Regions from separate parts of the Sus scrofa genome. Here region 2 is linked to region 1. A link is a contact called in public Hi-C data. All regions are on one chromosome and are shown on one strand. Each heading gives the region's core, a stretch centred on a gene start, on an enhancer-like site or on the middle of the called end of the contact. The rest is flanking DNA. Distances are from core to core; before and after follow the strand shown.

Region 1 (3,071 bases), core at 231-2,730:
GTGTGGAGGGTGCGGCCGGGTGGAGTGCGCAGCGCATGGGGTAAGAGGAAAGCTGCGCCCGGCGCAAAGCGGGCGGTGCCGCGCTCCCGGGCGCAACCTGGATACAGCAAAATACTACGGATCGGGGTGTGGAGTGGCTGCTGCACACATACCGCACACGCCGCGCACACACACGTACCACACACATACACATACACAGGCGCGCGCGCGAGAAGCATTGTTGTTATTCCTGAGGTGGGGCTGGCAGGTAGCTGCAGCTACAGGTAGTTTCAGACCCGGAGTGCGTGTGGCTCTCGCTCTCTAGCACACGCAACTCGGCCTCTTCCCCTAGCCCTGTCCGCGCCGGACGCCGCGCCTTTCCTGCCCCGACGAAGCCCCCCGTGCGCTCTGCGCCCAGGTCGCTGACCCAGAGCGCTCCGACGCTTTGTCCTCGGCGCATAGACGGGTGCTGCCCGCAAAAGGAGCTCTCCCGCCGCCTCCCCTAGCCCCAGTCTCCTCCGGGCCTGAAGGAGCTTTCGGCTCTTGCGGGAGGGGGAAAGCCCAGCCTCAGCTAAGCGAGAGTGGAGGGCGGTGGAAAACCGGCCAGTGTCTCCATGACGGGAGTGGCCGCTCTTCCCAAGCTCCTCCGCCCGGGGATCGAGCCCGTGGAAGCCCCCGCATGGGTGGCCCCCCACCTTCTCCCCTACCCGCCGTCCCCACATCCCCACACCCCCACGGCTTCGCTGAACGCCCTGGAAAGGCAGCGTCGCAGTACCTCTCCCACCGCGGGGACTCCACGCCGCACATGGCTCCATCCCGGGTGGGAGGCTGAGGGAGTAAGGGGGGAGAGCGCGGGTGAAAGGGACGTTGGGCTCCTCCCGAGAAAGGGGGCGACAGCACTACGCCTTGCGCGCAGCCCGGCGATCGCGCCCCCTAAGTGGAGAACCCCAGAGCCGCTCGCACCTACCTCCCTTCGGTCGGCGGCTGCCCCCACCCGGGAGAACCGAAGCCTCTACCGTGGCGTAGCCAACCGAGCCTTCCCGATCAGGGAGGGCGGGAGGAGTGGGTGGGAAAAGCAACTCGCCCCCCGGAAAATTCCCAGCGCGCCCCCCATCTCTCCATCCATCCATCCATCCATCTATCTATCTCTAGCTCGCTCCCTCCTCCTCTTCCTCTCTCCCTTTCCTTCCTCGCTGCCTCGCCGCCTCCCCGCCGCCCTTACCTGTAGCCATCTGATTGTAATGGGCTACCGAGTCGGTGCTGCCAGAAAAGAGGTTGAGCGCGCTGGGGATCTCCTCGGGGTACAGATTGTCAGGCAGTTGGTTTAACAAACTGCTCATGGTCACCGGCAGCTTCTCGGCGAGTTTGCCGGTCATAGCACTCCCGAGCTGCCGCCGCCGCCACCGCCGCCACCGCCGCCGCTCGCTCCTAACGCAGCTTCCAGGCAAGCGGCATCCGAGAGGCGATCCGTGGTGCAGGGGAAAAGCATGCGAGAGGGAAAGTTCGGGGGGAGGGGGAGGGAAGAGGGGAAGGGGTGGGCCTGGGGAGGGGATCTTCTCTTTTTGGGGGGTGGGTGGGAGAGAGGGCAAAGGAGGGTAATCCTCTTGGTGTCTCAGCTGGTGTCGTAGAGGCTTGGTCGTGGGGGGGGGGCGTGTGCGGCGGGTGGACGGGGGCTGAGCTGGGGGGGGGGATCTCGGCCCAAGGGGTCGGACGCGGCCTCAGTATTGATATCACAAACAGACGCGCGCCCGCGGCCCCCCCGCCCCCCGATCCACCACCGCCGCCACCGCCGCCGCCGCCGCCTCTGCCGCTGCTGCTGCCGCTGCTACCACCACCACCAGCCCCGCCGCTTCCTAGCAAGCTCACTGCTGCCCAAAAGCTCCCAGCCAGGGAACTCCACCAGCCTATTTATCTGAGCCCCGGGAAAGCTCCGTGACGTAGCTGCCCATATATGGACAGACAAAGCCCAGCCGAAGGGGCGCGACGTCACAATGGAAGCTCCTCACAATGGAACATTAGAAAGCAGGAAGCGGGCCGCAGCCAACGTGCGGCGCCCGCACCGCTCGCGGATCTTAAAAAAAAACAGAGAGAGAGAGAGAAACAGTAGAGAAGAAAGAAGGAAAATTCGAGAGGAGAGAGGAAAGAGCGATGTAACTGTACGGAAAGCGTAAAGCGCGCCGCGCCGGGTTGAAAGACCAATAGCCGCGTGTATGTTTATTTGATGTCTGCACTAGGAGAGCGCGCTTGTAGGACTGGGGGCCGCAGAGGTGGCGTTGTTTCCAAGTGGCCTCCAGCACCCCCAGCAGGAAGAAAGAGAATTGAAAACACCCGGCGGGGTCTCTTCACTGCCCGGGAACTTCTGGGGAACCCGGAAGGTGTGCGCACCGACCCTGCCCCGCCGCTCTTCTCGCGCCCAGGATCCTGCCCGGGGCTGGGAAAAAGTCCCTCTGAGGAGGAGTCTAGCGGGTCAGGGATCTCTGGTCCAGTGTCCCAGGAAATTTTGTGCCACCCTCCCTGTGATTCGCCGCCCACACTCCTGCTGCTCCTCGGGCCCCTGACCCTGTGCCGACACCCAGCTGAGCGCAGTGGTGGGGAGGTTCGTAGCTGCAGAGCGACTGCGCGGGAGGCGAGAACCTCGAATATTTGGGGTCGAGGATGTGCAGTTTTGGTGACGAAGAAGGAGGAATGAAGTTGAGGGGGTAGGAAACACGTGCACCAAATCCTCCACAAATTTCCTCACGGTTCCAAACACCCCCTTTGGCCACGGGATGGCAGGAGGGCTCAGCAGGCCCAGGCGCAGACTCAGTCTATTGCTGCCTGCGAAGGGCCCGCCGCGGAGTTGCGGCAGGAGTCTGCTGAACCCACAGTCTCTGAGCCACAGCGGCGACCTCCCCTAGTCTCTACCTTCCCCCTCGCCTTCCACAGGGCTGTTCCCATTGCTGACTGCCAGCGCCCTGCTGTCAAGGGCCGCCTGTTTGCCGACCCCGAAAGCTGTCACCTCCCCGAGCAGCAGCAGCAGCAAATCCCGGGGGCGGCTGATATGTTCCCCGAGGCCTGCTCCTGGAGCGCGCGCGGCCGGGCCGCGGGAGAGG
Region 2 (3,099 bases), core at 180-2,679, 59 kb after region 1:
GCTCTGCTGTGTGGCCCTGACTGAGTCACTTCTCCTGTCTGGGCCTCTGTGTTCCCAGCTGTACAAAGGGAAGGCTGGACTGGTGAGGTCTGATCTCTGCTGGTTCTTAATTGTCACAAATCTGGAAGGATGATTGGCAGGGAATGGGCCTTTGAAGTTACCATTATCCCCTGGGGCCTGGGCTGGGGACTATCCCTTAAATCAGGCTTGGGAAGGGGAGGATGGGCCCAAGAAGCCCCCACCTCACTCAGGACTCCTGTGTTCACCCACTTGCTGTAATGGTGACTTCCTGGACCAGTTAGTCAAGTCCTGCTTGGAGTCTGTGTGAATGATTCTTAAATGTTTCCCAAGCCTCTATCCTTTGTTTCTATTATCTTGTGAGTGTAACAGAAAAGCCAATAGGAAGGAAGGAAGGATTGAAGTCCCAAGGACTTGGGGGCAGAATGGGACACATGTACTCTTCTCTGACATTGTTATTATTATTTTGCTCTTTTTTTTTTTTTTTTTTTGCTTTTTAGGGCTGCACCTGCAGCATATGGAAGTCCCAGGTTAGGAGTCTAATTGGAGCTGCATCTGCGACCTACACCACAGCCACAGCAACGCCACATCTGAGCCTCGTCTTTGACCTACACCATAGCTCATGGCAATGCCGGATCCTTAACCCACTGAGCAAGGCCAGGGATTGAACCTGCATCTGCATGGATGCTAGCGGGCTCCTAATTTGCTGAACCACAATGGGAACTCCTCTGACATTATTTTTGTCATCATCATCACCATCACCCATTATTAATACTGTTAAACATTTATTGCTCTTCACTTAGCCATGAGCAGTGGATGGATAAATCCACTCGATCACGAGAAGCCTACACTGTTCCGGGCATTTCTCAGGTCAAGGCTGGTTTCTCCAGCCCTCAATGCAGGGATCACATCTGACCCTCAGCAGGAAGTGGGGGTCATGGCTTTGAGTTCTTTCATGGAAAGTGCTCTCCTTCTGGAGGAAAGGCGTTATAATTTCAAGTTACTTCTGCTGCTGCATACATGTGTCTTATTCACCTTTGTAGCCCCACCAATACCTTGAACAGGGCACAACCAAAGGTGCTCACTAAATGCTTATTGATAATAATTATTATAATGATGTCTTATAACCAATTAAGCAGGGGAAGTGCTCCGAGGGCTTCTGAGCTGCCGTGAGTGGAGGAACAATTTAACTCCTCGTCTGAGGCATCTTTCCTGCTAAGGCTTAGAGCACAGAGCCTTAGGGTTGCAAGGCTAGCGTGGGATTGCTCAGGAGGCAGGGTGGCAAAGACTCAGACAGGAGGTGAACAGCTGGCGCCTCCTTCTGGCCCTGCAGGGCCGGAGCAGGCCTGGGGAGGACTTTTGCCGGAAACTTAGGCCCTTGCGCTCTCACATGGTGACCCCCTCACCCTGCACCAGCCAGCACCTTCACCCAGAGAGAGCCCAGCTCAGGAGACCCACTGGAGAGCAAGGGAGGCTGTTATGTAACTGATGCAACTCCTTGTCAAAACTGGTGACTAATTCAGACCGTCGGCCAGATTGGCTCAGCAGCTTTGGTGTGAGCTGCAGGAGGCCTCAGCCGCTTTGTGGCTGGTTCTCACACCCTCTGCTGGAAGGATCTCTCAGCTTCCTTGCTTGCCTCGGCTGCAACCTCAACCACGGCCCCATCACCACTCCTTTCCGATGAGACCTTTTCTTTATGCGTCCAATCCCCCAACTTTGTGTCCCTTCCTGTCCTACAAAAAGAGACCAGGAGGACAGTTTATGCCTATCTGTCCCCAGGACAGTTCGTTTCTGCCTGGGGCTCACTGAGGCCTTCACTTTGCACCTGGTGAGGTGAAGGGTGTTGGGGCCTGCTGCCCTTGGACAGCTGGCCGGGCTGAGAGTTTTGGGTGCTAAGGCTGGGGCCCCTCCCCCACTGCCCAAGGGGACAGGGCTCCAGGGACCACCCGGCCTCACCCAGTCCTCTGGCCTCAGACCCTGCACTCTGTGGGTCACAGGCTGCCTGGGCAATGCTGGGAAAGGCCTGTGCTCACTGCCCCGGTTCTCACTTTTCAAAAGGAGGAGCTTGGTAAGGCCAGCTCGTCCCTCCTGCTGAGGCTGTCCTGAAGGGGTGCGGTAGGACATTTGTGCTTATCTGGAGATGGTCCAGGGAGAAACACAAAGAGGTGTCCTGACAAGGCCCACAGCGTTCTTAGTCATGAATGCCGGGCATTATTTTATTTAATCCTTAACCACACAACCTTCTGTGGTTAGGGTTATTCCCATTTTACAGGAGAGGAAACTGAGGCCGAAAGCAATTGGGTGGTTTGCCAAAGCTGGTAAGTGGCTGAGCTGGGCTTTGAACTCACCCCCCCAGCTACTCGGAAGCCCAAGCTGGTTCTGACACACTGCCTTCCCATGGCATTCCTGGGACGGGTTCCGGAGGCCTTTGAAAGGCTTGTATATCACAGCAACTTCATGGCAACTGCCCAGTGAGGTCCAGAAAAGAATACTACCTTGTTCTCCTCCCGCTGCTTCCTTCCGCCAAGTAGCACACAGACATGATCTCATCCACTCTCCCAGCGCCCCATGTGGGCTGCGGAGGGGGTGGGCATTGCTGACTCCATTTCCCAGGGGGGAAAGGGAGGCACAGAGAGGGAAGGCGGCCTGTGCTAGGTTGCACAGCTGCCTGGTGAGAGAGCTGGGCCTGGAGATCAGGCATCCCTGCCCTCGAAGGCAGTTAGTGAGCTTGACGGGTGTGGGCTAGAATCACTCCTGAGACACAGCAAATTGGGGTGCGCTTCTTGAGGCCTGACTTAGTGGCTGAAAAAGCTCCAAGATAGCTAGGCCTGTGGTAAAAAATGAAATCTGAGATGCACATAAAGGCAGTCTCTATGCCAAGAAAGAGGCGCCAGGACTAACGGTCAGCACACGTGCTCCCCTCCTGGCCGGTCGCCCACAGCCCTGAACCCCCAGCTTCCCTTCCTGGATGCCCTGGGGCTCAGCCGCAGCCATGCTGTGTGATGGAAAGAACACTGGCCTTGAGGTCATGGGACCTGGGGAAGATATTCACTAGGGACCCCTAAATTAGTCATTTCCCCT

What was found. A called contact is a pair of places that touch in the nucleus more often than the background predicts.
Region 2: a Hi-C map of embryonic fibroblasts shows a contact between it and region 1, with 5 times the contacts expected there. The contact joins the enhancer-like site here to the promoter of EGR3 in region 1. A contact is called at or near these places in 11 of 47 Hi-C or Micro-C datasets (blood, embryonic fibroblasts, epiblast stem cells and 4 more) and 1 of 2 datasets of contacts at active chromatin or transcription factors (skeletal muscle).

What each region holds. Positions count from the first base shown.
Region 1 is chr14:6,947,027-6,950,097 of Sscrofa11.1, forward strand. EGR3 (early growth response protein 3) reads right to left here and starts at 1,481. Exons shown (of 2, transcript XM_021072993.1): 1 at 1,202-1,481. The coding sequence starts at 1,355.
Region 2 is chr14:7,005,757-7,008,855 of Sscrofa11.1, forward strand. The region is part of intron 3 of PEBP4 (phosphatidylethanolamine binding protein 4); the gene reads right to left. Among named protein-coding and RNA genes, the nearest start is that of EGR3, 59 kb to the left of the region's middle. Within about 2 kb of position 1,430, at least 23 of the 83 cell types and tissues checked have an H3K27ac peak or open chromatin away from gene starts, as enhancers often do. A contact at or near this core is called in embryonic fibroblasts, omental adipose tissue and skeletal muscle, where this site is marked.